6 separate regions of the Mus musculus genome follow, and regions 1, 2, 3, 5 and 6 are each linked to region 4. Evidence: chromatin contacts called from public HiChIP or PLAC-seq and promoter capture Hi-C data. All regions are on one chromosome and are shown on one strand. Each heading gives the region's core, a stretch centred on a gene start, on an enhancer-like site or on the middle of the called end of the contact. The rest is flanking DNA. Distances are from core to core; before and after follow the strand shown. Region 1 holds the start of 4921511I17Rik (RIKEN cDNA 4921511I17 gene). Region 2 overlaps Cyria (CYFIP related Rac1 interactor A). Region 3 has its middle 13 kb from the start of Gm40838. Region 4 holds the start of Mycn (v-myc avian myelocytomatosis viral related oncogene, neuroblastoma derived). Region 5 overlaps Cyria (CYFIP related Rac1 interactor A). Region 6 holds the start of Cyria (CYFIP related Rac1 interactor A).

Region 1 (4,558 bases), core at 1,350-3,849, 550 kb before region 4:
TCTCATGGTCATCTCAATTGTCCTGGCAGGCAGGGAGCTCTTTGAAACTAGAAACCAGTTTTCTTTTCCTGTATTAATCCCATCCTCCTGTTATAAAAAGCTCCCCACAGTAGATATCCTTTCCCTCAGAATCCATGTGAGAAATAGAACTTCCTGGTCTGTGTTGAGTAATAGGAACACATAAAAGACCTTGTCCTCTGACTTTCCTGTCACCAGTTTTTCAGTGCTGTCTCAGGCAAACCATTGGCAGATAGATGTTCATGAACCCATTTCATCTTCACTTCTGACGTAGTGGACAGCCAGAGAGACACTGCTCTCAGCAGGATCTCCCAGGAATATCTACCTTGCCACTATCCATCAGGATCACTCCTGGGTAAGATGAGTAATGCCTCAGCCCTCCACTCAAAAGGGCTTTGAGTGTGGTGTTCAGACACACCTGTAAGATAGACCTGAACTCTCTCTTCCTGAAAGACGTGTCCCCAGCAGTCTGTGGCTATGGATTGAGGGACAGAAGAGAACAAGACAGCAGAGTCATCAAGCCATGTGACCCATTTATGCCTTCTAGTGTAGTCTCGCCTCCCCCAGCCTGAAACCTGCTTGCTCGGGGGTGGAGCTTCCTGCTCATTCGTTCTGCCACGCCCACTGCTGGAACCTGCGGAGCCACACAAGTGCTCACCTTTCTACTGGACCAGAGATTATTCAGCAGGAATCGGGTCCCCTCCCCCTTCCTTCATAACTAGTGTCGCAACGATAAAATTTGAGCTTTGATCAGAATGAATTTGTCTTAGCTCCGTTTCTTCTTTCGCCCCGTCTAGATTCCTCTCTTTCAGCTCGAGTAGCCATATCAGTCGAACCGTTCACGTTGCGAGCTGCTGGCGGCCGCAACATTCTAGAGCTGTGCAAACCTGTTCAATTATACAATGGCCTGTTGTTGTTAACTTTCTGCTGGGCACCACTCTGAGGCAGTACTTAGCTGACAGTGGCAAACTCAATCTCATGCTTATCTAACATCCCATGGCTACAAGAAACCTGGTCTCTACCAGGATCCAGTAACAAACCAGAAGCTATGTTTCAAAAGGAAAATGACACCCAATACAGACCAAAGCCTTGTTTCGAAATTCTGCAAGACTGCTGTGATCCTGTGATGGGTGGTTTTCAGAAGTTCCTTAGAGCTTCCTTCTCTTCTATGTGACTCATGCCTTTATTCCTGGAACTGAAGAGGCAGAGGGAGATGGATCTCTGTGAGTTCAGGGGCAGGTCTGCTCTACAGAGTGTTCTAGAACAGCCAGGACAATATGGAGAGGTTGATTAATTAATCAATTAATTAAATACGGTTCGATTTGTTGGATCACAAGAAAAAGGTGCTGGGAATATTTTTTACTGTAATGTTAATTTGCTGGTGAGCCTGTAATTTTTTTACCTTCAGTCTTATAGTGTTACAGGTGACTCTACTTCTCTTTGCTTAAAGTAGGTATTTTGACATGGTCCATAGTGATTAAAAGAAAAACACTTTTAAAGTTCAAGGTAGTGGCCCAGGACTTTTTATAAGTTTTATTTCTACTTACCAGTTTTCACGTGTCTTACTAAGTGTCCAAACATACTTACTACTTTCATACCACAAGATCTAATCAATACAGAGTTACCAATAGAATGGACTGGTATAATGTTTGGCTGAATGTCAAGTGACTTGGCAGACTGGAGAACAGATATAGCCTTGTCACAAAACTGCGACAGCCTATTTTTGGCCATGCTAAACAAAGGACAACTAATGGTATTAGTGCTTGCAAGTTGCTATGGAGATAAAGGAATTGTCTTTGTCAATAGTCTTACATTGTGTCCTAGGAGCTTTGTTGATTCACTGCAATAACAATGCCACACGAGGGACAGTGACTGAAATTGCAATCAACATCTGCCTAAATTCACATCATGAAGCTGTTCATGACCCATCTGACTTCTGTAGAGGAGTTCTGATGAGTTCAATGGATGTGCACTAGCTGAGAGTTTGGCTGAATTAAATGAACATATGGTGGGTAACACCTATTCTCCTTCTTCAGGTCTTTAGTGGTGACATAAATCCCTGCAATTATGCGGCAGTATTTCTCCTTTCTATCTTGTCTGGTAGGGAAAGTTACAAACGTGCTACTTGTCTGTCTCTACAAGATTCATCCTCATGCCTTGGGTTAGAGAGCCAGCAGTCATTTTGTTTTTAAGTGCTAGATTTATTTATTTTATGTGAGTGCTTTGCCTTCATGTATGTACGCACATGAATATATGTGTTCAGTGCCTGTGGAGGTCAGAATACAGCATCAGTCCCCTGAATCTGGAGTTAGTGGTGGTTATGAACCACCATGTAGTTGCCAGGAATTGAACCTGGTCTTCTCCAAGAGCATCAAATAGTCTCAACAGCTGGGCCACCTCTCTAGTCCCTAGTTGCCAAATTTTAAATTCAAGATAAGAAGGGGATAACCACTAGGCAGTTCCTGCTCAAACTGAGCCCCATGAAGGTCAGACTGGAGCTCAGCCCTCGGCTGTCCTCTGCTCACCGGAAGCCCCCGGCTGTCCTCTGCTCACCGGAAGCCCCCGGCTGTCCTCTGCTCACCGGAAGCCCCCGGCTGTCCTCTGCTCACCGGAAGCCCCCGGCTGTCCTCTGCTCACCGGAAGCCCCCGGCTGTCCTCTGCTCACCGGAAGCCCCCGGCTGTCCTCTGCTCACCGGAAGCCCCCGGCTGTCCTCTGCTCACCGGAAGCCCCCGGCTGTCCTCTGCTCACCGGAAGCCCTCGGCTGTCCTCTGCTCACCGGAAGCCCTCGGCTGTCCTGTGCTCACCGGAAGCACTGCGGTGAATGAGAAGATTCTGCAGCTACCAGGGAGCTCGAGAATCGGCACCAACTGAGAGATAGCGTTTAACACAGCGCTTCTCAGCCTGTGAACCAGGACCCCTTTGAAAGTTGAATGACACTTTCACAGGGGTCACCTAAGACCATCAGAAAGCATAGAGATTTATATTATAATCCATAACACTAGCAAAATTAAAGTCCCTAAGTAGCAACAAAAATAAATTGATGGTTGTGGGTCACCGCATCATGAGGCGCTGTATTAAATGAGCGTTAGGAAGGCTGAGAACCACTGGCTTAACAATTTTCAAGATGCCTGAGTATAGGCACTCCAGGCCACAGGCCCCTTGAAGATTCCTGAAGAGGGAATTACATCAGGTCTTTAAAAAAGAGAGTTTGAGTTCCAGGCCACGACTTCACTTTAATTAGTGGGTTCTAAGTCTGCGAATTGATTGATGTCTAGAAACTGGATGAGAGCCAGTGACTGTACTCTATTGCCATGGAATTTAAATATTTTTTTTGTTACATTTTTATTGTCAGACATAAAAACGTGCCACCCCCACCCCAACACTTTGCTCATCAAACAATACTGGATGTCGTATTAGATTGTTTCATTCTGATCTCTGCTACGTCTCTGTGCTGCTAACAGTGAGATGTGGCCATTTGACTGTTTCCTGAAGAGCTCTACTCCACGGCAGCAGAAGCATCTGCTCTGTTCGTAGCCATCTTACAGATAACAGCTACTGCAACATTTCAAGGATGGAAGCACTGTCTTATGTGTGTGCGTGTGGATGTGAAAGCAGAAGGACAACCATAGGCACTGCCCTGTGTGTGCAAGTGTGTCTGTGGTGGTGGGGTGTTGTTTTTGTTTGCTTTGAACTCTCCAGGTATGAGTGGCCAGTGAACCCCAGGCATCTGCCTATCTGCACCTCCCCAGTGCTGGGATTATAAGTTTATGCCACCATTCCTGTCTTTTTTTTTTTTTTTTTTTTTTAAGGATCCGAAGGTTGAACTCAAGTCCTCATTGCTTGAAGGCAAGCACTTTGCTGACAGAGATATCCCCTCAAGGAGCTCCAGCTACCTATGTATCTGTCTATGATTCTGTCCAAGCACTGAATTCTGGATCCCTTCATTCAACACAATGGGAAATGAATATATGAATCACCCATGATAAATTTAACCCAATTTGCTCTCTGCCCAAGAATGTAGGGAAATTATAGCACTTGTCTTGGTTTGCTTTCTGTTTCTGTAATAAAACACTATGACCAAAAGCAACTTAGAAGGAAAAGGTTTATTCATCCCGTGCCTTATAGTTCATCATGAAGAGAAGTCAGGGCAGGAACTCAAGGCAGGAACCTGGAAGCAGGAACCAAAGCAAGAGCTCACAGATAAACAAATGCTGTTTGCTCCCTGTGGTTTGCTCAAATGATGATGATGATGGTAGTGGTGATGATGATGATGGTTGTCTTATTATTATTTTATTATTATATGGCCTAGGAACCCCTATCTAGCCTTAACACTACTCACAGTAGGCTGGGCCCTCTCACATCTATCATTAATGAAGAACATGCCCTAAGGACTTATTCACAGGTCAGTTTGATGAGGGCATTTTCTTAATCAAGGTTCTGTCGTTTGAGGTAACTAGCTTGTAAGAAGTTGATAAAAAGATATCAACAAGCACAGCATGTCATTCTCCATAAATGTGACCTAGAGGTCACAAAAGCTTT
Region 2 (4,545 bases), core at 1,977-4,476, 590 kb before region 4:
CCCCGAAAGCAAGGTGTGGCAGTTACAGGACTGTAAGAGTAGACCTTTGCCAGTTTTTTATTCTCCCAGGCAGAACAGATGCCCCAGTAGCACGCCAGCTGCACGGAGGCACTGAGCAATGGGAGAGTTAAGCACAAGTGTTGAAGGGGAGACTCAGTATGGACCCAGGTGAATATGAATGTCTTAGTGGCAGACATGGAACAGTGTGCAATCCGGCATGGGGATGGAGCCTTTATTCCATTGCTTCCTCTTACCCACATTCCACCACCTGGCACATCCCTCACTGAGTCACTGTTTTCCCACACATTTATTGAGTATCTCTATTAGCTATGATATCATAAGAGTACTGAAGATAAGTGTGTAAACCCTGTATCCAGATCTCAAAACTCGAAGACAAGCAGCCTTCCATCCCCAAACTGGGCTGCGTTGCGGGTGTAGCTCAGTTGGTAGAGGGCTTGCCTAACATTCCTGAAGCCCTGGGTTCCATCCCCAGAATTACCAGGGACGTGGCACAGACGTGTGACCCTAGCACTTGGGAGGCAGAAGAAGGATGATTCAAGACAATCATTATGCATATGTGTATATATATACATACATACACATACATGTGTAGTGAGTTCAAAAAAATCATCTTGAAAAGTATACACAAATCATTCTTTCAACTATCAGACAGCACATGTTCATGAGCATATATTATATACTAACCAGGCATGGTAATGTGCAATCAAATGAAATAAATATGGTCAGAGTCTTGTTTATAATGGATAAAAGTCTCATTAATTCTATCTGCTATTATTCTACCTGTGAGATAGAAGTAGTAAGAATCATGGGATTCCATGTTGATTTGGAACAATGTTAAATGTCACTTGGCGTTACACAGCACCTTCCCCATTTACATAATGAGATAGGCATGAAGCAAGACGCATGCAGCATGCAAGCATCGTCCATACGCCTTTTTAGGTGACAACATTGCCACAAATGTCAGAAGTTTGGACACACCTGAGGTTAGCGGTCTCTCAGCTGTCTTTCTGCACCGGAGAAGCTGGCCCCGCTGGTGACTTGGATCCCCTGAAAATATTCCTCATTCCAGCCCAGAAGGCATGATGGCCTGAGGAACCGAACTATTGGCTGCGGAAAGAGATGACTTCAATTCCATAACAGGGAAGGTAGAAGAAATCAGGTATCCCATGAGACTAACAAATTATGGTAGCAAATGTGCCAACACGGCTCCAAGCGCTGGTGAAAGAGAATGAGAGACTGAGTTTCTGCACTCCATCCCCTAACCAGGACTATGCAAACATTCCTAATGGGACTCCAGGAAAACTGCCAAAGGGAATTGTTTCCCAGAGAAGGCTGGGGACTGAAGATCCATGTTTACACATCCTCACGCTGCCAAGAGAGCGGCTCTGTCAGGTGGAAGGGCCTCACCCAACACCCCAAGTCACCCTCCTGTGGCGTAGAAAGGCTGTCACCCACGCCACTCCACCCCCAAGCCACTCAAGGAAATACGTTGTGGTCACAAGAATGTTCATGTCAGTTTATATAAGAAAGTGTCACTTCACCTGACATGGAGACAGGAGCTGGCTGTCGCAGGCTGCAGTACCACTTGGAGGCTACTCTGTAGGATGTTTATTTTGAAAGCACTTAAGAAATTCCTCTATTTTCTACAAAGTGGTGTGAAAGCTTTCTCCTTTTGTGTTGCGGTGATCAACAACAGGATGCTTTTTGGGTTTTATCTGTTCTCTATCAGAGCCCATTTAGTTATAACTCTATTTCATATGAGACTCTTCCTGGTGACTTGTTATGATGGACCCATGTGACGGGAGATTCCACGCGTCTTCTCTCCCCTTTTAAGTCAACCTTCTTCCACAAACAGTTGTGTAATTCTGTTGAATTATCTGAACCTCAGAATCTTGGGCACAGTCTCTATTTTGCGTTTCTCTAAATACGTCATTTGGAGGGTTTTGTTATTTGTTTGTTTGTTTGTTTGTTTGTTTGTTTTTACCTTATATATACACAGTACGTTCCTGAATTTGGATAAGTGAGTCTTTCTTGTTTTTTTTTCTTTGTTTTGTTGTTTTTCTATTGTCCATTGTTTAAATTTCATATGTATGGGTGTTTTGTCTACACGTATGTTTGTTTCTGTACTATGTATGTGCCTGGCACCCAAGGAAACCAAAGAGGGCATCAGATCAGTTGGAACTGGAGTTACAGATAATAATTAGCCACTGTGTGAGAGCTGGGAATCAAGCCTAGGTCCTCTGGAGGAACAACCAGTGCTCTAACCACTGAGCAATCTCTCCACCCCTCAGTGGCTCATTTTTATTTGGTTTGTAGGGTTTTTGGTTTGGTTTGTTTTGTTTTGTTTTGGTTTGATTTTTTTTTCCCTTGGGTTTTCCTCCCTGCCACTATTGCAATGTGGAAACTTCCAGCTACCCCCGACATGCTCTCTGCAGTGACAGGCTTCCTAGTTCATAGATGTGTAGGCTCCCTCTTTCTGAAATCCCTATTGCTTTGAGAACACCTTGGGGAAGCAATAAGGGACATATGAAGTGATTCAAATTTTCGGAAACATCAGTCCTGATATTTACCCAGTGTTTGTGAGATATACTGGGCGAGACAGGAGAAATTGGGTGTTTCCCCGTGGTATCCTGAGTCAGCTTCTGATCACGCCGGACACCTCTTCTCCTTCTGGCCCATCTGTGTTTCTTCCTACCTCCAGGACCTTGGCTGCCCTGTTCTCTCCCTGTAGATGTACCTCCTCTATCTCTCACCTGTGCCACCATTCTAGACACCTGCCTTCTCCAGTTCCTTCCCAACTGCATTCATCATTTCCTAACTTGCCTGAACCTCGTACCTCCTCATAAGTGACGTTGTTTCGTTTCGAGAAAACATTTTTCCCAGTGTCCAGAAATCCTGTGAGAGTTTATAATTTTCTGTGTTATTTTCAGGTGTTACTGCTCTTTTTCATATGTCAGCTTCACACATGCACATAATACCCACAGTGTATTATGGTCATAACACCCCCATTATCCTTCCTTATTCCTTTCCCACTGCCATTAACCCCTTTAGTTCTTTCCAAGTAGCCCCCTCTTAGTATATGGGTTTTCTTTTCTTTTTGTTGATTTCCATGGAAACCACCAGTTACTCTGTCTTTGGTAGTTGAATAGACTAGGCCGAGACTCAAGTCGCTGCGGGTGTCATCCCTCATGGGCTTGACTGCAGCTTTCCTGGGCTTATCTGGCATCTACTCCCCCCTTGCGCTCAGTCTGCTCACACACTCAGCCAGGGCTCGCTTTACCATCAGCCGCCTTATAAAGCTATTCCTGCCACCCCAGGGTCCCGCTAGTGACTACGACATCTCACATGTTTGGAGTATCTGCCTTTGTATTGTAGAAAGATTAAATAAAATGGAGGTTCGGTCAGAGGAGTGTCAGGCTTCATACAACTTTGTCCTTGTCACTCTGTCAGTGAAATCTGCTGACAACATCCTGTGTCTCAGGATTTAAATACCAGGAAACAGTTCCATGACCTGATGTCTCTCCCTCTCTCCCTGAGCAGTGACATCATTTTACAGAAACTGGCCTGATCGCAATTCTGAGGGCAGTGAAAGGCATGTTTCTTCACTGTTGGCCTCCTGCCACAGCCTCCTTGAAATGCTTCTGGGAGTTAGAACCTGCAAGAGCTCCAGAGATGCCAGAGAGTGAGAACTGGCTGCAGAGCTTAGACAGCACTGTGTGGCTATCAGAGAGCTGCCTTTGCTTATGTGAACCTAAACACATCACACACACTTCTGTGGGTAACACTGTCAAGACCAAAGATAAGCAGAACAGGCCTTTTGACAGCACTCTTTAAGTGTCTTTGCTGAGGAACTCCTGTGCACACCTCCTGTGTACTCCTGTGGACCACTGTCTTCTTTCAGACTATCCTCTCCCACTCTCATGGATTTTCTTTTCTGAGAGTATTCCCTTGAACCGATGAGTACACACTTGCCAGGTCTTGTATGGGATGTATAAATAGATTGGGATGTCTTGGTGAGTTCTGGAATGATATGCTGCTGTCATGCCGTCAAGGATTAATGACCCAAGATGAAGATGATGATGTGGTGATGGTGATGAAATTCATCTATTCGGGAGAGGGTGTGCCATGACATACATGTGGAGGTCAGAGGAGGTCAGGCGTTGGCTCTCCTCCTCCACTCTGCGCTTCCTGGCAATTAAATTCAGGTCATTAGGCTTGGCAGCAAGTGCCTTTACCTTCTGAGTCATCACACCCTTTCCAAATTATGTAAGCTTTAAGGTTGATTTGTATATAAAAATATGTAGATAAATATATAAAAATAATATATGTAACAAAAATGTATATATATATACAGAATATAAATGTGTATAAGTATAAAAATAGATAAATATATAAAATAAAATAATATGAATAAAAGGGGTTCCTTTTTAAAAAAATTTATACTCAAGTCTGCAGGTTTTCAATGATGGAAATATCCTGCACTTTTTCCTGTTAAAAAGCATACACTACACAGTGTTTTGGCTT
Region 3 (4,550 bases), core at 303-2,802, 720 kb before region 4:
GCAAGTCCAGAGGAATGTCAGGTCCACAGTGAGCCATCTAAAACATATGTCACTGTCCCCTCCATTTGTCCACTTCTCAAGGTCCCATGCCAGCCAGACTGAGATGGAGGTGATGAGCTAACCAGCTCCAGAGTGCTGTCCCAGGCCTGCCTGCAGCCTCTGGTTTTGACTCATTCACTCCACAGTGTTTTCCACCTTAATTTCTTATACCTCATTCCTCTGCAGCTCACAAGAAGGAAGTCCTCTTCAGGGTGGCAGCCCTACATACTTCAAGCACTATGCTCTGTCTGAGCCAACTGCCGTTTGATAAGATGGACTCTGATATCAACTATCAGAAGTCTCATAGCAAAAGCAGGGAGTAGACCTGGAGAGATGGTTCTGTTATTGAGAGTACTAATACTCCAACAGAAGATCAGACAGGGTTCAGTTCTCAGAACCTACATGGTGGCCCACAATCACCTACAACTCCAGTTTTAGGAATTTTAATGATTTATTCTGAACTCCATTGCCACTATTTGCAAGTTGTACACACACACACACACACACACACACACACACACACACACTCCAAATATTTTTTAACCTAGGAAGCAAGAATTGGTGGGAAGATGGGGAACTAGGAGCCAAACCATTTTTCTGGACACCCTGGTGTTGCACAATTTATGGTCCCCTGTTTCCAGCAGAGCAGTGCAACCTTCTCCATCTTGTGGCCCATCATTATGCCTGAAAGCACGCTATGCAGGCAAGATAAACTCTTTGCGAGGAAGATCTTTCACAACAGGCCCACTGTGTGACCTCTGCAGTGTGAGAGAAGTCTGTCCAACAGAACTTCGTAGGGAGGGGTGTTGTACTCCGTAGTCTAGTTCAACAATGTCCACAGATTCTGAATTCAGGGACTCGGAAGAATACTCCCAACCTTACCACAGCTTGACCCTTTGACCTTTGACCCCTTGGCAGAGAATGGTACCAGTGTTTCAGAACAGACTTTGGCTTCAGCTTCTGCCCCCGGAGCCCTGCATGTTAGATCAAACCCCCTCTGTGGGGCCATTCCTCGGCTCTTGACCCTGCTAAGGCTGGAGTCATGCTCCCAATGGGTGGGGCTGTACTTCTTCTGAGAGCTGGGCAGTCTCCCAAGGTCAAGTTTGGAGCCCATACATGCTCCGGAGCATAGAAACAAAGCAGAGTTGAGACTCAGATGTTCTCAGCATCACAGCTGTGCTCAACGGAAGCAGGGTAGCTAGGACAAATGATCTCTATGCCTGAGACATGAACATAGCACAAATCCTTGAGAGGGGTGGGACTTACACATAGAGAGCAGGTCTGTGCCCCTATATGCACAAACACATGCCTATGTATGTGTAACCACATCCACACAAAGATCCTATGTTGGTATGAAGAACACAGCCACAGAATGAAGCCAGGTGTAGAGGGCAGCAGTGTCCAAAACTCTATGGCTGCTGGATCATGAGAACCAAAGGTGACAGTTGATTGTTAAAACAGGGAAGCCTGCTATAGAGGAAAGTCAATTTCACAACCATATCATGTAGTTCTGTTGTGTGTCACCCAGATTTCCCATGCAGAGATGAGTCACTCGTAACTAAGCTGCCAGAAGAACTTGGCAGTGAAGGACTCCAAGTTCCTCTAAACCCAAATCAGGTCCTTTGACTGGGTTCTTGCTCTGTACTTTCTTAAAGATAGACATAATTTTAAACACAAGCCTATAAACCGAGCACTTGGGAGGATCAGGAGTTCAAGGTCAGCCTGAACATCACGAAATCCTGTTACAAAAAGAAGAGGAACTACTTTCTCTGAGGTCACATCCTTAAAGAAGGCTCCCATCCAAAGGTTACTCGGCAACAACTGGTAAAAGTTTATGAACCTTGGTGTTAGCCAACTTCTCGAGATAATGAGATGCCTGAGACAGTAATGTACAAAACGTAAAGGTTCGCTTTTGCCCACAGTTTGGGAGTCCCCAGTCCAAGACACAGTAACTCGTTGCCTTCGGCTTCTGCTGATTTGTGCTGGAGACCAATGGTGGTGAACAAGCAAGCAAGAAGAGCAAACTGCTGAACTCCTGAGGGAAGACACAAAGACAGAGGACAAAGTCCCACAACCCCATCCAGTTCAGGTCCTCACAGACCTACAAAATGACTGCTAGGCCCTGACTTCTAAATGTTCCAGTACTTCCTAATAATTAGCACTACCTAGGGATCAATCCTTTAGCACATGGAGTCCAGTAAGAAACTTATCCAAATCATAGAATCCTCCTTCTTCTATTTCAAAAAAAATCTGAAGCCCACAGCCCATCTTCAGAACTGCTAATACTTGCTGTGAAGGCAGGAAGATCTGAGCTTGGGACCCCCAGCACCTATATAAAGCAGATGTAGCAATTTTGCCTTGTCACCCTGGCCCTTGAAGGAGGCGATGTTGGGTAGAACCCAGAGGATCTTGCTAGCCAGCCAGTGTAGCCAAACCAATGAGCTCTGGGTGCAGCAAGACTCTGTCACAAGACAATGAAGTGAAAAGTGCTTAAAAAAAAAATACCAGCAGTCTCAACAAACCTGGACCCAGGAGATCTCTCAGATACTGAGCCATCAAACAGGCAGCATACATACACTAACTGGTCCAGTCCCCTCAACACATATACAGCAGAGAACTGCCTGGTCTAGCCTCAGTGAAAGAAGATGCACCTAACTAACCCTTGAGAGACTTGAGACCCCAGGGAATGAGGAAGCCTGGGGAGGTGAGTATGTCGGGGGAGGAGCATCCTCTTGGAGACAGGGGAGGAGGAATGGGATGAGGAGGATAACTACTGTCAAAGGGCAGAATGAGAGGAGGATAACAACGACTGGACTGTAAAAAACGATTAAAGATAAAAAAAGACTTCAAATGTTGACTTGTGACCTACACACACACACACACAAACACACACACACACACACACACACACACACACACACACACACTCACCAATGTTATAAATGTAGTGGAGGTGGCAGACACAAAGGAGGGGAACAAATTGTAAGAGCATGTCCTCAAACAGATGCCCTTCTCAACTCTGTAAACATACTAGCAGTTCATTTGCAATGTCTTTGTGACAAAAGACATATTCAAAGAGATCTCTTATTAGTTAGCTTGTTTTATTCCCTCCTACCCCAGTAAATACATATCAAGGCATCGTATTATAACCAATAGATATGGAACACATACAGAATTCTGACCTAAAGCCATAAAGCACTTAAAAAAGTTTTACTTAAAACAACTTCACAACAACAATATGAACTAACCCAGTACCCCAGAAGCTCGTGTCTCTAGCTGCATATGTAGCAGAAGATGGCCTAGTCGGCCGTCATTGGGAAGAGAGGCCCCTTGGTCTTGCAAACTTTATATGCCTCAGTACAGAGGAACGCCAGGGCCAAGAAGTGGGAGTGGGTGGGTAGAGGATGGGGTGGAGGGGATGGGGGACTTTTGGGATAGCATTTGAAATGTAAATGAAGAAAATACCTAATTAAAAAAAAAACTTTCACAATCAAGAAGATGTAATGAACTTAATGTGTGCCCTGAGTTTCTAGCACACACTGGCTCAGAGATTGTAGGGAACCGCCCTTGTGTCACAGTGTAGAAGCTACATAGCCACTTTCAATTCTCTTTCACACTGTTAAAGTGTAATTCTTTACACAAGCAGTATCCAGATTTTCCCACACCCCGGGCCACTTAGAACAGGAGCAATAGTCAAATGTGACTGGAAAGTAAAGAGGAACAACCGATGTTTTAAAATTATTCCATCTGGGGCCATGCTGATCTGTACTAGTGACAGGAAATTGGGCTACCAGGGCTGTCTGCTGACACGTGCATTGGTCACGTTGAATTCTGTCACCAGATTCCGGGTGCATCCATGGGCTTCATTTGCATTAAATGAAAGGGTGTCCAAAAATACACGCTGTTGCTAAGGTTACATCTTGCTGTATGCAAATGAAGATGTGTTTGTTCAGACCAGTTAAAAATATCTTGGCACTAGCTAATTTCCCCATTGGCGTTACAGGAGTGATCAGAGGCCTGTTGAACAGAGGGCTCAGGGTTACCTGACTCAGCACAAGGGGTCTGGAAACAGCATTATTTATGAGTAATATTTTTAGAACTTGTAGCAACTACTTTTCATGAATTCAAATGATGTCTGGTTTCCAGGAGGTTATAAATATTTTCTAATACCAACACACACTATCGCCAATACAGAGACATCTTTTTTCTATCTATTTGCAAAGAAATCACTCTAATGGATAATTCTAGAATGTAGTAGAAATTGGGATTGAGCTGGGTAGTGGTGGCACACACCTTTAATCCCAACACTTGGGAGGCAGAGGCAGGCAGATTTCTGAGTTCGAGGCCAGCCTGGTCTACAAAGTGAGTTCCAGGACAGCCAGGGCTACACAGAGAAACCCTGTCTCAAAAAAAAAAAAAAAAAATTAAAATGGAAATTGGGATTGAGCAGAGGTGGGGTCAGCAGTCCAGCAGGGCAAGTCAGCAAAGCTATCATTTTTACCTTGCAGAGT
Region 4 (4,252 bases), core at 1,165-3,664:
AAGGATTCGCGAAAAAGGGGATGGCAAATTTAAGAGAAGGTGTAGCTGGTGTTTCCAGCCTCTTCTGTCCCGGGAGGCTGGTGAACAGAAGAGAATCACCCGCACAAATCTATGATAACAAAGGGAACGCAGCACCCCCACCTTCCCAGTCCGTAAGGAGCTAGCAAGAACTCTACTCTAGGCTTTACCTGAGTCGCTCAAGGTATCCTCTCCGGAGGTGCTGAGGGCCTTGGCCTCCCCACTGCTGGCAGGACGGCCGCCTGCACGAGCAGGAGCAGCCACCGGGGCAGTAGCTGGAACAGACACACTAGTGACCGCAGCGCTGGTCGCCGGGGCGCTAGTGGGGGCAGCGGGCACCGACGCCGACTCTCGCTTGTTCACCGGGAAGGGGAAGACCACGGCGGGGTCCACACATTCGGCAGCCGGGTGGGAGAGGTCGGTAGGCAGGGTGGCCCCGGTGTGGCTAGCACTCGACGACCCACCAAGGGCACGGCCCCCGGGGCTGCTGGCACCCACTCCGGGAGCCGAGCAGGCTGAGCTGACGCCCGGGGGCCCGTGGCCGTGCTGTAGTTTTTCGTTCACTGCGCGCTCTAGCTTCTCGCGGGCAGAGAAGCCGCTCCACATGCAGTCCTGAAGGATGACCGGATTAGGAGTGAGGCCACCCAGGCCCCCGAGACCGAACGCATCCTCCTCGGCCGGGTTGCCCCACAGGTCGGCCTCCGGCAGCAGCATCTCCGTAGCCCAATTCGAAGGCTCCGGGCTGTGCTCTGGGAAGGCGCGGCTGGGCGACAACGGGGGCGTGGGCAGCAGCTCAAACTTCTTCCAGATGTCCTCCCCCGGTGGGGTCGAGTCGGGACCGCCGAAGTAGAAGTCATCTTCGTCCGGGTAGAAGCAGGGCTGCAGTGAGTCAAACTCGAGGTCTGGGTTCTTGCAGATCATCCCCGGCATGGTGGACGCGGTGCAGCTGGGCATGGGTTCGCCTCTCTTTTAATATCTCCGCTCTTTTTAATATGGGGGAGTGCTTCCTTCCCGTGGAGAGCAGCAGAGTCGCGCCAACCTCCAACTCTACAACCAATAGGCAAACCAAGAGAGAATGAGCCAAAGGGGTGGGTTGGTGGGGACAGGCAGTGGGAGCCCCCAATCTCTTCTGCAAGCTCCCCACAGCTCTGGAAGGTGGGAGAAAGTTGAGCGTCTCCCCTACTCCCTCCTTTTGTGTACAAGCTGTCTAAGACTGGGAGTGGGAGGGGGCTTGCAGATGCAGGGGGTGGTGTGGCTCTCTGCAACTTTGGAAACTGCCGTTTCATTCACACAAGGCACTGCCTGGGGGAGGGGGGCTGTTCAAGCTGCAGATCTCAGCTCTTACTAGCGCGACTACCCCACTTGCACTAGTTGCTTAAAGGAAGTCCTTGCTCTCTAGCCCAGCTACCAGGCATGGGATTGAAGTACCTTTCATTCCCCTTTTGCAGAAATGCGATCACGGGAGCGCAAACGCTAACGGGGTTCAGGAAACTTTATTAATTATTAAGGGCCTTTCTCCAGTCAGACCAACAACAGGCAATTACATACAACCCTCTCCACCTAGACCTAGAGCCTCAATCTTGGCAGATACCCTTGGTACTCATCGCTGCCTATACCTATACCCTTTCCATTCCCCTTCCTTCAGAGACCTCAACCTCTTCAACAGGCGGGGGGAAAGGCTGAACCCCATCCCTAGGAATGGTGCAGGGTCGCCGGCGAGAATCGCGTCTCCTAAGCCGGAGCAGCCGTGACCTACATTATCACTCAGGCACCTAGCTTCGCCTAACCCCTTTTCCTTCTTTCCCCGCGGCACCTTTTGGAGAACCCCAGCTTGGGGTGGGGACGCACCGGTTCCCAGTCACCTCACACTCAGACAAATCTTGTGGAGCCGGGCGAATTTCTTTTCGCTAAAGCTATTTCTCTGCCTGGGCCAGGGCTGTAAAAGGGATTAGGGCGGGTCTCTTCCAGCCAGGGTGCCTTCGGGTGCTGAATAGGCTTTTCAGGAAAAAAAAAAAAACAAAAAACCCAGATGGTTTTGTTTCGGAAGCAGACGCGGTGTGTTGCCCCCTTACCCCCTCCCCCAGAAAAGCCCGGCATATTTGGGTGCAGGGTGCGGAGCCGCGTCCAGGGGCTTGCCTAGCCGCAGCGCTCCGCCGTTCCCCGGGCGCTCGAAGCTTCGCAAGTACCGCTTCTTACCTCCCGCAGACTGCCGGGGATCCGGAGGCGACTCGGGGCTGGGGTCTCCGGGTGGGCTGAGGGAGCGGCGGCGGGAGGGGGTTGTCCTCCGGCGGCTGCAGTGTGTGCGCGCTTACGCCTGGCTAGCGCTCGTTCGGCTCCAACCCAGTTCCCAGGAGCCCCCCGCATCCACCCAGCGCGTCCAGACAGATGACTGTCACTGGCTGCGCTTTGAAGCTCGGGGGATATTATTAACTGAAAAAATCTGACACACCCGGGGGGCGGGGAGAGAAGGGGGCTGTGGCGCAGACGAGGGGGAGGGAGAAAGGCAGAGGCAAGAGGCTTTTCCCCGCCCTCTTGATTTCCATAAAAATCAGGGGAGGCGCCAAAGCCTTTCGCGCCAAAAGCCATTTGCTTTTCTCTTTTTTTCCGACTCTCTCTCTCTCTCTCTCTCTCTCTCCCTTCCCTCCTCCCCTCTTCTCCTCTCCCCCTCCTCCCCTCCTCTCCTCTCCCCCTCCGTCCCTCCCTCTCTCCCCCTCCCCCCTCTCGTTTTTCAGACTGCAAGCAGCAAAGCTGGGAAACCCGAGGAGTGCTTCCCCCTCCCTTTTGGACCCCCTGGCTTGCACCCGCTGCACTCCGTGTTTTTTTTTTTTTAAAGGTCGCTGGGTGTGTTCTGGGAATGGGAAAAGAGGTTTCTAGCCCAGTCCCTGCGTGGACTGCGCGCGAGTGTATGTTTGTGTGAAAGATGAGCTCCAGGCTAAAGTGGAACAAGGCCTGGTCGAGGGGCTGTTCGTGTGTGATCTCGAAGGAAGGCGACACAGGAGTGCAAAATGGGAGGCCGAGGACGCGCCCACGTAGAAACAGACCGCAGGAGGTTTCTAGTTTCAAATTGAAAGGAAGGGGCGCCCCCCTTGTTTGAAAATAAATAAGTGCGGGCTACGAGGGTGGCGCCTTACCGCTTTCTTCGGCCGAAGGCGACACCTCGCGGAGACCAAGCAGAAAGCGGAGCCGCACCGCCCAGCCTCGGAGCCCGAGTGGGGCCACCCCCGCGAGACAATTAGCGAATCCTTGCTACCGCGGAAGGGATTGTGAAACGCGTGGAGGGACGTCCCCTGAAGTCGCGCCCACCGTTCCCAACAAAAGCCTTTCCGAAGCCAGGGTTGAATTACGGACCGCTGCTTTCCTTGCCCAAATCACTGACTGCTCTGTATACCTCGAGTTCCTACGGATGGTGACATCAAGGAAAGCCATCATTAATTTGGCCTCTTTGTGTCCCATTTGCCTCACTTACGAGCTGGCGTGAACAGAGAGAGCGCGACATCTTATTTAGACTAGAGCAGGGTGCGTGTATTCTTTCCTCACAGCCGTGGGCACATTTCCCTCCCTCCCCATCCCACAGCGTCTCACTTCTGTCTAGGCAAGCATGCTAAAAGGTTTGTTTCCTAAATGTGGGGCTAAAAATAAATGCTCTTGCCCCACAAAACTTTCCAGGAGTAACCTGGGTCCCTGGGTGAAGCCCTTTTTCAACACACATTCTCAGTAGGGTGGGATTTATCCTTAAACCCTTAAGCTTGTTTGTGGGGAAGCGTCTCCATTTCCCTCTAAATTGAAAATGACACCCCTCATTCACCTCCAGCGAGGAAGAAGAGAATGCCTAGAGAGTCAAGGTCAAAATGTGTATTAGCATGTGTGAAAGTCTTCCCATCTGTCCCCGAATGCCTACATAATTCTGGGGACTGCGGCAGGTTCTAGGAAGTAGCCGTGAATGAGGGTGAGCCACCCTTCCAAGGCCTTTCTTATTGGGCTCACATATGTAAAACCCATTACCTTTGCAAAAGCCTTTAACACCCTCATTTTCACACCCCTGGCCTCTTCCAAACCGAGACCTCCCGCTGAATTCTCCCTCAAGATGCTGGCTCTCTGAAAACTTTGCCTCAGATTGTAATTATACATACACAGCAGGGGCTGTATGGTAAGTGTTCCTGGATGCCGCTGGAGGTAGGCTCCATTGAAAGGAACCCTTTTAGACAGCCAGATCTGGCAGGTTAGTTTTGTTTAT
Region 5 (4,193 bases), core at 553-3,052, 640 kb before region 4:
GATTCTCAAGAGTAGAAGACAAACAGCTGTCAGAAGCTGTCCCCCAGCTCCTTCTGTGGATAGGCAGGAGGGGGTGATGTGAGAGGTCACTACATTGGATGTCATCAGTAGATGACCTGGCAAGCCTTGGTTCCGGGGCTCTTCACATATCTGGGTTTGGGCTTCCCCTGTTAAATAAATGGTCTTTCAAGCTGAACAAAGGCTGTGGTATTGGGAAACACATTTCTGCTCACCATGTGCTATGTGGGGTGGGGGTGGAGCAGCCATCCTGTTCTCCAATGATGCCATAGGCTGCCACGGTATCTACAATCCCAGGGGCAGAAGCAGATGAGTATGGTAGGCTGCTAGGTCGTATTGCTTTGGAGACAATGAGTTTAGTGTTGCTTTCCTCACTTCTCCCTGTGGATATTTGGTTCTCGCCGCCTACCTTGAGCTACCACTTCAAAGAGCTTGGATTCCTTACACAGATAGGCTTACTCTGTGTTATTCCATGTTTGTTTGAATATTTTAAAAAATGATCTACAGCATCCAGGACAGATTCCCAGAAGGCCATTTGTTGTTAGACCTTGAAACAGTTTTCACTGGGTCTTTGTGATCATATCTAGGGAAAAAAAGAGGCGATGGGGCCATAATGAGAGCACTCAGTCCCCCTTGTTACCCAAATGCTAGCCAATGGATCCAAGCCAGGTTGATGGCAACAAAAGCCACAGAGACACAAGCTTCCCAGTGAAGTGCCTTCTCTAAGTCTGGACTGTACTTTTTATTAGCTTTGCTGATGCACAGCCAATTAGGAGAAACCAAGGAGTGGTAGAACATGTCGCCTTGTTTGTTAAGGGTTCTGCATTCTCTGCTCAGTCATGGTGCCGTGTGAGAACAAAGAGAAATGCTAAAACTTAAGTCTGTGTGTGTGTGTGTGTGTGTGTGTGTGTGTGTGTGTGTGTGTGAGAAAGAGACAGAGACAGACAGGCAGAGAGACAGAGAGACAGAGACAGAGAGGAACAGAAAGAGAGTCAGGCAGAGAGATTCAGAGACAGACCTGGTTTGAATTAGGGTTCTTTATAAAGAGCACGAGGGGGGTGTCATTTATTGAATCATGAACAACCTCAGTAGTGACTGGATGACAGTTGTTCAGCAGTAACCATTAGCTACCAACAGTCCCTCAGGGAGCAGTGGGCCTCTTGACCCTCCTCTATATAATAGAGCTATTTTTGTGAGGTGGTTGAGCCATCAGCAGGTGATGTCATGTTTAATGATGTGTATTTGGACATGGGGAAGCTCTGGAGGCCTCTGTGAGTATCAAAGTCAACAAAATGGGTAGGAGACATCCTAGCAGGGTCTTAGCCATGCCGTGGAGACCCTCTGGGTTATCTGGATGAAGATAGCCCATCCACGTTGGGTGAATGAGATTCACTTAGGCCTTCTGAACGACTAGTAATTTGAAAGTGGCTGAGAGAGAAAACAGATGGTGGTGACATGGGAAAGCTCTGGTGACTCAACAGCTTCTCTTTTGTTTCTAGAACCTTCCATGGCTCACCTGATCTCTCAGGCTTTGCCAAGAGGAGATGGCCTTGTCCTCCAACCCTTTGGAAATTCACTTTCTTTAGCATTTACACCCGGCTTTGTGTTGGAAAGGCCAGGCTGTGGTGCTGGAAATAAAATTTATGGGCACCCACCCACAGGACCCTCTTCCTCATTTACACCACACCCTATTTTCCAAAAACACAGGTCCCAGCTCCACAAGTCTGCTCAGAAAACACTCTCTCACAGAGGGCGTTTCAAAGTAGCTGTTTTCTCTATCATTTCCTACCCCCACTTCACTTCCTGTTTTTTTCTTCCTCTTTCTCCGCCCCCACCCCATCTCTCCTGGCATGTCCCCCGCTGTCTGAGAACAGGAACAGAGCCCAGAGCGTTGATAATCATAATTTCCTGTGGTGCCCTCTGGCTGCAGCTGCTCAGAGCTGAGGCTAGGAGTCCAGCCTCCTGGGGCAGGCAGGCAGGCAGGCAGGGAGCTGGGCAGTCACCCTTGGCTTTCAAAATCCCCTCCACCCTGTCCCAAACAGAACCTAGTAAGAATACTCCTCCCTGTCTTTAGAACACAGGCAGCTTCCAAAGCACTGTGTCCTACATTTGAGGAAGACAATGACTACATAGACAACTTTTGATTTTTCACCCCAATAACTGTAATTCCGTTGATATGGACACCAAGATCTGAGAGTCAGGTGCGGCCCTGTTTCTCTTTCTTTTCCATATTTTAACTTTTGACCATACTTGCTTCCTTCTCTTAACCCCTCCCTCTACTGGTGACACTCCTTTTTCTCTTCTTCCCAGTTAGTCTTCCTCCTCTTTCCTTGCTTGTGTGTGAGTATGCATGTGCATATATATGTGTGTATGCATGTGTGTCTGTAAAAAAGCAGAGGCCACTTACTGCTGTGTCGCTGTTTCACAGTCATTCATAACAATATTTTATAGCAATGTATGTGTACGTGTGTGTGTGTTTATGTGTGTTTGCGTGTGTGTGTGTGTGTGTGTGTGTGTGTGTGTGTTTGCATGTGTGTGTGTTCAAGGAAACCCTGTGCAGGTTGGACTCATCTTTTGTTCTACAGTGCACTTTCTTCATGCCTCAGCAGATGTAGCTGTAAAAAGTTCATGGTTTTGGTTGCTTGGACAAGTGGAGTTCATGGTACCTAGTTAGGACAGTTTTAAGCCAAGTTGGGGAAACATCTGTGTAGAATTCACATGGTATGCCTGGCAGATAGGATTTGGTTAGCAAATGTTAGGTGCTAGATACTTGCACGGCTTCTTTCCGCCCATTTTCTGTGTAGAAGGGTGTCTGGTCAAATTCACTGGCAGGTCAGAAAATCTTTTTAAGAATTGGTACTCAAGGAACACGTCCATAACTTTCCCTATTCTTCTGCAAGATAGGGAGGGAGAGAGGGAGGGAGAGGGAGAGAATTGTTGCCACTAAAAAGCAGAGGCCACCTACTGCTGTGTCCCTGTTTCACAGTCTTTCATAACAATATTTTTATAACAAGAAACATGGGCACCATCCCAGCCACATAGCTGCAGTGGACTGTTTTACCAATTTAGTCTCTTCATGGTAAAACCATAAAAGCTACAAAAACCGCAGTCTGTGGAAAGCATCACCTCCCTGTGTGAACTCTGCTTTTAAAGGGGAGCTGAAACGTGTCTCAGTGTGTGACATGCTTGCTGTACAAGTGTGAAGACCTATGTTCAGATCTTCAGTGTTCACGTTCGGCTGCACAAGCACTGTGACCTCATCAATCCCAGTGCTCAGGAGGCAGACACACGGGATCCTCAGGGCAAGCTGACTATAGAGAGACTAGCCAACTAGGTGAGCTGAGAGGTCAGTGACAAACCCTGCCTCAGTATCTAAGGGCCAGACTGACTGAAGAAGACACCCAATGTCAACCTCTGGCCTCCACAAACATGTATACACACACACACACACACACACACACACACACACACACACCTGTGCACACAGGTGTCCTCATGTGTATGCATACACACAGACAGTAAAAGACTTCCCGTTCAGAGCCAGCAGCCACTCTTCTGTCAGTTTGACCATGAGGCTGCATTGCTTTATATGTCCCAGTACAGTGGAACGCCAGGGCCAAAAAGTGCGTGCGTAGAGGAGTTGGGGGGTGGGTATGGGGGACTTTTGGGATAGCGTTGGGAAATGTAAATGAGGAAAATACCTAATTAAAAAAAAGGAAAAAAAAGTTCAAGTTGCCAGAGTCAGAATTCCCAGGCTGGATCTGACTCCCAAGTTGATGATTCTGAGAGATGCCGTTTTCTCCTTCGAGCCGTAGTTTCCCCGACTACAGAATGAATGGATTGGGCAAGTTTAATCTTGTAGGTGTCTTTTAACATCGCCCATTCCCAATTCTTGGACTTTCTGTGCTTGGCTTTAAAACTGCACTGTGATGGTAGCATGCCTAGAAATTGCCTGTCATAGTAACACAACCTTGATTTGATTTCCACAGAGCACCACTCCCATAAGGACAGAGACCCTCGGGGACCACAGACTTGATTTGGAGAGCTCTTTCCTGTGGCCTCATAGCTGCTCTTCTGCTTTGTCCCTTCAGTCTGGATTGGTGACACACACCCACTGGAGATTATTTCCAGGTAATGAGCTGCTGTGTGTGAGGATGTCTGAGAGTGGCAACCAG
Region 6 (4,650 bases), core at 426-2,925, 680 kb before region 4:
GAAGCCGCCTCCAAGTGTGCTAAAGTGAACTCGCACACACCAAGTAATCTCTACTCACCAACATGAGCTGTGTTCCTAGAGATGGAAAGGTCTGCTCAGCTTCCAAGATGATATAGTATTCCAGGTATCAATTTGTTATCTGGGGCTGATTCATTCATGACCTCCCCAAAGCCTGGCCAAAGTTGAAGGCAGACAGGATAAGTAAAGGAGAAAAGGTGCAACGGAGGTGTGTGTGTGTGTGTGTGTGTGTGTGTGTGTGTGTGTGTATGTGTGTGTGTGTGTATGTGTGTGTGTGTGTATGTGTGTGTGTGTGTGTATATGTGTGTGTGTATGTGTGTGTGTATGTGTGTGTGTGTATCTATGTCTGTGTATGTGTCTACTTGTGTATATCTGTGTCTGTGTGTTTCAGACAAACAAATCAAAGCTAAGGTCATGGCAAGAAAAATTCTAATAGAGCCATAATAACATAAAATAAACTGTCTTCAGATGGACAAAAAATAAGATGAGTACAGGTGGGGGGCAGGGAGCTTGAGAAACTTATGCAACCCAAGGACCATTTCCATGTAGGAGACTATATTATTCTAACTAGACTGTGCCTGTCTAGATCCTGTCTGAATTCTTGCCAAAACTGAACCAAACACTCTACTGCTAAGCAGTTCCTGGGAGCCTGTCAGAAACGCAGACTATCAAGAGCCTCAGGAGACTTAGGCGGAGTAAATTTGTCATGGGGACTCATACTGGCCTCAAGCAAGGGGATAGAGCAATGCTCTCCCTGAAGCACCTTCCACTGTTGGAGCCCCAGGCTTTTCCTCCTGTTCCCAACCCACAAACTCACTACCCAAAGAAGCCATGGCTGTCAGCACAAGGCCTGACACACTGTGAAGGTTTAATACTGTATAAATTGTATAATGATCTTCTCTGGTTGGCTGACTGGGAAAAAGAGCAGCCAACCTAGGTATCTGCAAGGCAAACACACATACAGGGGCTCTGACTCACAACCTGTTTGGCACAGCTCGGTCCTCTGGGCTTCCGGAATCTCCCTTTCTGTACAAAACCTCCTCGGCAGATGTTTTAAAACAATGATCTGTGACAATGAGAGCTGTAAGCTACTTTCTCCTTACCTCGCAGAATTTTAAATTCACTGTTTAGAAGACCGTTGCATTTCATAGGCTAGGCATCATTTGGGAAGACATTTTTTGGGATCACATTCAATAACGGTGGCCTTTAAAGCTAGGCGTGTGTTACTAGGACAGGCAAGGGAAGTGTGAGAGCAAGCAGGTTCACCATCCAAAGTAACCTGGGGCCAGGGAGGGGGAGCACTAGTATCAGTGTGAGTGTATGCCAGTGGCCTATGGAGAGTGTGTCTTTGGGGGTGTTTTGTTTGTATTTTGTTTGTCTGAGGGGAAAAGTGGGTAATGAAGGAATTTAGGCCTCCTAGTGAATAGCAAGACAAGTGGTCCAGGCAGAGAGTATTAACATTAGCTGGGAGGTACAGTGCTAACTCCTGGGTGCAGATCCTAGTGCCTAGCCTGGCTAGAAGTGAACCGGCCCTCCGGGTGACAGCAGGGTGGGATTCCAAAGCCAGGGAGGGGCGGGCGGGCCGTGGGGCGGGCCGTGGGCGGGGCGGGGCGGGGCTGGAAGTCGACTCTCGGGCTGAGGCTGCCGCCGGAGAGGCATCCACAGCAGCGGAGCGGGCGGCCGAGCAGGAACGAGGCGGCGACAGCGGCTGCGACTCCGGTGAGCGTGGTGCGGACTCGGCTGGGGCGCGGCAGGGATCGCGGGCTGGGACTGGCAGGGAAAGGCGCTGCGGAGGCACAAGGGCCTCCCGGGCGCCGGATTTGGTGGAGCGGGGCGACTGTGGCTCTCTTCGTCCGGCTCGCGACGCCCTGCAGCCCCGGGCGAGGGAGGGAGGCAGCTAGCTCACGACTCGGTCTTGAACTGTTCTTCTTGGTTCCCGAACACAGAGGTCTGTGCGTCCATTGCTCCCTCTCTCCGGGTCTCTCTCCTGATTTTATTTCTTTTCCAGAAGAGTCCCTTCACCCTTCAACCACTCCCACCCCTACCGCCACCCCCCCGCCCCTCCCCCGAACCTTCATCTCCAAAGCTATTCTTCAGGAGACCCGCGATCTACCTCCTCCGGGTTCCCCTGCCAGGGCCATGCCTCTGCTCCCCATATTTCTGTAGCCCCAAGCGTGGATGAAGCCTGTTCTGGCCCCTGCACACCTGTACCCTTTTGCTGCCACCTGCCACAGAGGTGCTTAGCCAGCAGGCAAACTGCTGTGCCTAGGACCTCCTCGCCTCCGCGGTATTCACTCCCCCTCATGCCAGAACTCCTAACTAGAGTCCAGCAGGAGGAGACTTTTCCAAGCTGGAGCTTCGGGAACAATTTGACCCACTTCCCGAGGCACTGGTCTCAGGCCAGCCATGCTTTTTTGTAGACACACCTGTCTTATTTGCCAGCTGAGAGACTGGCAAGAACACCTTTTGACAAAAATGTGCCAGCCTGTCCCCTATTCCTTTTCCAAGCTGTTAAACTTCTTGGCCTATGTCCCCAGAGACGAGGTCTAGGGCATTTGCCATTTAAATCTGCTAAAGCTCTCACCCTCGCCCCCAACCTACATCTCTGTGACGATCCCCAGAATCCTGTCAGCCATTACTGGAAGAGGAAGGGTCCAGTACTGATAGAACCACCATTCTGAGTTTTTCTGGGCATGCTTTCTCCTCCTATGCGGGTGATTACCTGCCTACTTCTTAGAGAACCCCAGGCTCATAGGGCTCCCCTGAAGCCTAGTGGTTTTCTTATTAGAAACTTTCCCTACTCTGACCAATCATCACCTCTTCCAGATTGTCCCATGCTATCTGCACAGTGCTGAGTCTCCAGGGCTCAGGGAAAGCTGGGTTAGCACCATGCAGTTTGAGAACCTGTGCATAGCAGCAAGAGGAGGGTGGCTCCTAGCCAGGCCTCAGCTTTGGGAAGACCAGCCTGTTAGGATTGTTCCCAGTCAGACTAAATTTCACACACTGGTTGTGAGGGCTTCGTGTGAAGAGAGGAGGCAGACCAGGGGCTGTTTTTCCTGCCTGTTTCTGACTGTCTTGTGTTGCTATGGTGACAGTTTTGCCTCTTCCTCCCCCTGACTCTTCTGGGAGCTGGTTTTTATTGGTCTGTTGTCCTGTCTTTTATGGCTCTAATTTCTTCTTTCTACTTGCTCTGAAATAAACAGTCATAAACATGGGCACTGGGCCCAGGCTGGGGGCTGGCAGAATTCACCTCCTGTGGGCCCCTAGCTCCTGTGAGGAGAGAATACTGAACAAGCAGGGGTGGGATAAAGCTACCATGCACTTTCTTGCTCTCAAGCTTTGAGGAGGGGACAGTAGCATCCCGTTTGGTAGCATCCTTCTGGATATGTCAAACACTTGTGATAGCTCACTGGGGAGCTAGTGTTCTAGGGGAAGGGTAGCCCCCATCTCTCACTTTGCATCTGAGGTAAGTAATCTCAGAGCAAGTGAGCTGTTTCCCATGGGCTCCTGTTGATGTGAGCACACAGTCAGCTCTCAGATTTGATCAATGAAGGGTAGTCACAGAGCTGAAACATGGGTCTCTCTGCCTCCCATCCTGCTGTGCTCCCAGATCCGTCTCCTAAAGGACTTCCCTGCACCAGGAAGTAATTAGGAAGGGTTCCAGTCCCCTAACCCTGCAATACATGCTGCCTCCCATGCCCTTTGGACATCCTGAACCCCAAGTGCTGGGGACCCAAGTTGAGAGCAGAGTGAAGCCACTTGTGACTTCCTGTTTTTACTCAGCACTGAGAGGAATTCAGTTTGCTTTTGCTTATGCTCCCAGGGCCTAGATGCAACCGGATGACTCAAGGACAGAGAGCCAGCCCTGAGTAAGGAGTTCCCAGAGAGCTAACCCAGTCCATAGAATCTGTCACCCACTGTCCCCTGTTCGCGACAGTCTGCGGTGAAGCTGCTCCTCCCTTCCTGGTTCTTTTTCTCTTCCTTGCATTTTCTCTCTCTCCCCTTTGTATGGCAAAGTTCCGGCTTGTTGAATTAGAGCAACATGTACAGACAAGGGTATCAACAGCCTCTCGGTCAGCTGTTGACCCAGAGGAAGTCAGTTCACTCACATGGACCTCATTCTATCTTTCAAATAGACTTGAAGCATCTTTATCTTTCCTGTTGGGTGCTGCTTCTTCTTTTAGAGTGAAATGGATTAGACTACCTGCTATGATTTGAATCGTTGGAAGGCTGAAAGACCTTAAGCACCTTAGGTTTTCTTGGGAGATCTTAGGTTAAAGAGATGTCTGAGCCACTGTTGGCAGGTTGAAAATTTTAGGATTTTAAGTCATAATCATTCAAGACTAGTGGCATTTTTTTCAAGTTATTTTGTGGAGTCTTCATGGAGTCTTACTTATACGCTTCATATTTATGTACCAGGTACAGTGCAGGGATCTCAGAGACATGACACCCCCTCCTAAAAATGTGGTCTGGTGGAAAAGGAAGACCTGGAAATAGATTTTGTCATGCAGTCAGAGCAGTGTCTTGACAAAGGGAAAGGTGGTGTGGAGTTCAGAGATGGCTCTTAGTCAGATCATCCCTTAGGGTTGATCAGGTAGCCTCGCTTTGTGACTGAAATACAACTAACCAACT

The links. Promoter capture Hi-C pulls out the DNA fragments that hold promoters and counts their contacts. HiChIP or PLAC-seq counts read pairs in DNA pulled down with a chosen protein or histone mark.
Region 1: an H3K4me3 HiChIP or PLAC-seq map of embryonic basal ganglia shows a contact between it and region 4, with 7 times the contacts expected there. The contact joins the promoter of 4921511I17Rik here to the promoter of Mycn in region 4. A contact is called at or near these places in 14 of 39 promoter capture datasets (the C10 cell line, the HPC-7 cell line, HPC-7-derived erythroid cells and 9 more), 1 of 15 datasets of contacts at CTCF or cohesin (large pre-B cells), 7 of 484 Hi-C or Micro-C datasets (DN3 thymocytes, the N1E-115 cell line, Sertoli cells and 4 more), 19 of 115 datasets of contacts at active chromatin or transcription factors (the 230-238 cell line, CD8 T cells, VIP interneurons and 14 more) and 4 of 9 other capture datasets (adipose tissue, embryonic stem cells, embryonic trunk and 1 more).
Region 2: a contact with region 4 is called in an H3K4me3 HiChIP or PLAC-seq map of forebrain, with 6 times the contacts expected there. The contact joins the enhancer-like site here to the promoter of Mycn in region 4. A contact is called at or near these places in 10 of 39 promoter capture datasets (the HPC-7 cell line, cranial neural crest, frontonasal cranial neural crest and 6 more), 1 of 15 datasets of contacts at CTCF or cohesin (pro-B cells), 2 of 484 Hi-C or Micro-C datasets (the G1E-ER4 cell line and embryonic fibroblasts) and 10 of 115 datasets of contacts at active chromatin or transcription factors (the 230-238 cell line, astrocytes, embryonic basal ganglia and 6 more).
Region 3: a contact with region 4 is called in a promoter capture Hi-C map of hippocampal neurons, with 4 times the contacts expected there. The contact joins the enhancer-like site here to the promoter of Mycn in region 4. A contact is called at or near these places in 3 of 39 promoter capture datasets (the C10 cell line, hippocampal neurons and pre-B cells), 1 of 484 Hi-C or Micro-C datasets (cortical neurons) and 3 of 115 datasets of contacts at active chromatin or transcription factors (embryonic forebrain, forebrain and large pre-B cells).
Region 5: a contact with region 4 is called in a promoter capture Hi-C map of pre-B cells. The contact joins the enhancer-like site here to the promoter of Mycn in region 4. A contact is called at or near these places in 9 of 39 promoter capture datasets (the HPC-7 cell line, HPC-7-derived erythroid cells, cranial neural crest and 5 more), 7 of 484 Hi-C or Micro-C datasets (the AML12 cell line, cerebellar granule neurons, embryonic cerebral cortex and 3 more), 9 of 115 datasets of contacts at active chromatin or transcription factors (astrocytes, embryonic basal ganglia, embryonic forebrain and 6 more) and 1 of 9 other capture datasets (adipose tissue).
Region 6: a contact with region 4 is called in a promoter capture Hi-C map of pre-B cells, with 6 times the contacts expected there. The contact joins the promoter of Cyria here to the promoter of Mycn in region 4. A contact is called at or near these places in 6 of 39 promoter capture datasets (cranial neural crest, frontonasal cranial neural crest, hippocampal neurons and 3 more), 3 of 484 Hi-C or Micro-C datasets (LSK cells, cardiomyocytes and uterus), 11 of 115 datasets of contacts at active chromatin or transcription factors (astrocytes, embryonic basal ganglia, embryonic forebrain and 7 more) and 1 of 9 other capture datasets (adipose tissue).

The regions. Positions count from the first base shown.
Region 1 is chr12:12,389,876-12,394,433 of GRCm38.p6, forward strand. 4921511I17Rik (RIKEN cDNA 4921511I17 gene) reads right to left here and starts at 2,600. Exons shown (of 5, transcript NR_045829.1): 1 at 2,544-2,600; 2 at 1,101-1,213.
Region 2 is chr12:12,353,000-12,357,544 of GRCm38.p6, forward strand. All of the region lies in intron 3 of Cyria (CYFIP related Rac1 interactor A), which reads left to right. 4921511I17Rik (RIKEN cDNA 4921511I17 gene) reads right to left here. Exons shown (of 5, transcript NR_045829.1): 4 at 1,000-1,128. Among named protein-coding and RNA genes, the nearest start is that of 4921511I17Rik, 37 kb to the right of the region's middle. Within about 2 kb of position 3,227, at least 37 of the 459 cell types and tissues checked have an H3K27ac peak or open chromatin away from gene starts, as enhancers often do. A contact at or near this core is called in astrocytes and forebrain, where this site is marked.
Region 3 is chr12:12,221,984-12,226,533 of GRCm38.p6, forward strand. No RefSeq gene overlaps it. Among named protein-coding and RNA genes, the nearest start is that of Gm40838, 13 kb to the right of the region's middle. Within about 2 kb of position 1,553, at least 54 of the 459 cell types and tissues checked have an H3K27ac peak or open chromatin away from gene starts, as enhancers often do. A contact at or near this core is called in hippocampal neurons, where this site is marked.
Region 4 is chr12:12,939,422-12,943,673 of GRCm38.p6, forward strand. Mycn (v-myc avian myelocytomatosis viral related oncogene, neuroblastoma derived) reads right to left here and starts at 2,415. Exons shown (of 3, transcript NM_008709.3): 1 at 2,215-2,415; 2 at 189-1,065. The coding sequence starts at 972. RefSeq lists an enhancer at 3,186-3,214.
Region 5 is chr12:12,300,174-12,304,366 of GRCm38.p6, forward strand. It overlaps Cyria (CYFIP related Rac1 interactor A), which reads left to right. Exons shown (of 12, transcript NM_001146119.2): 2 at 4,008-4,149. Among named protein-coding and RNA genes, the nearest start is that of Gm34407, 13 kb to the left of the region's middle. Within about 2 kb of position 1,803, at least 114 of the 459 cell types and tissues checked have an H3K27ac peak or open chromatin away from gene starts, as enhancers often do. A contact at or near this core is called in the HPC-7 cell line, adipose tissue, liver and 2 more, where this site is marked.
Region 6 is chr12:12,260,502-12,265,151 of GRCm38.p6, forward strand. Cyria (CYFIP related Rac1 interactor A) reads left to right here and starts at 1,676. Exons shown (of 12, transcript NM_001146119.2): 1 at 1,676-1,737.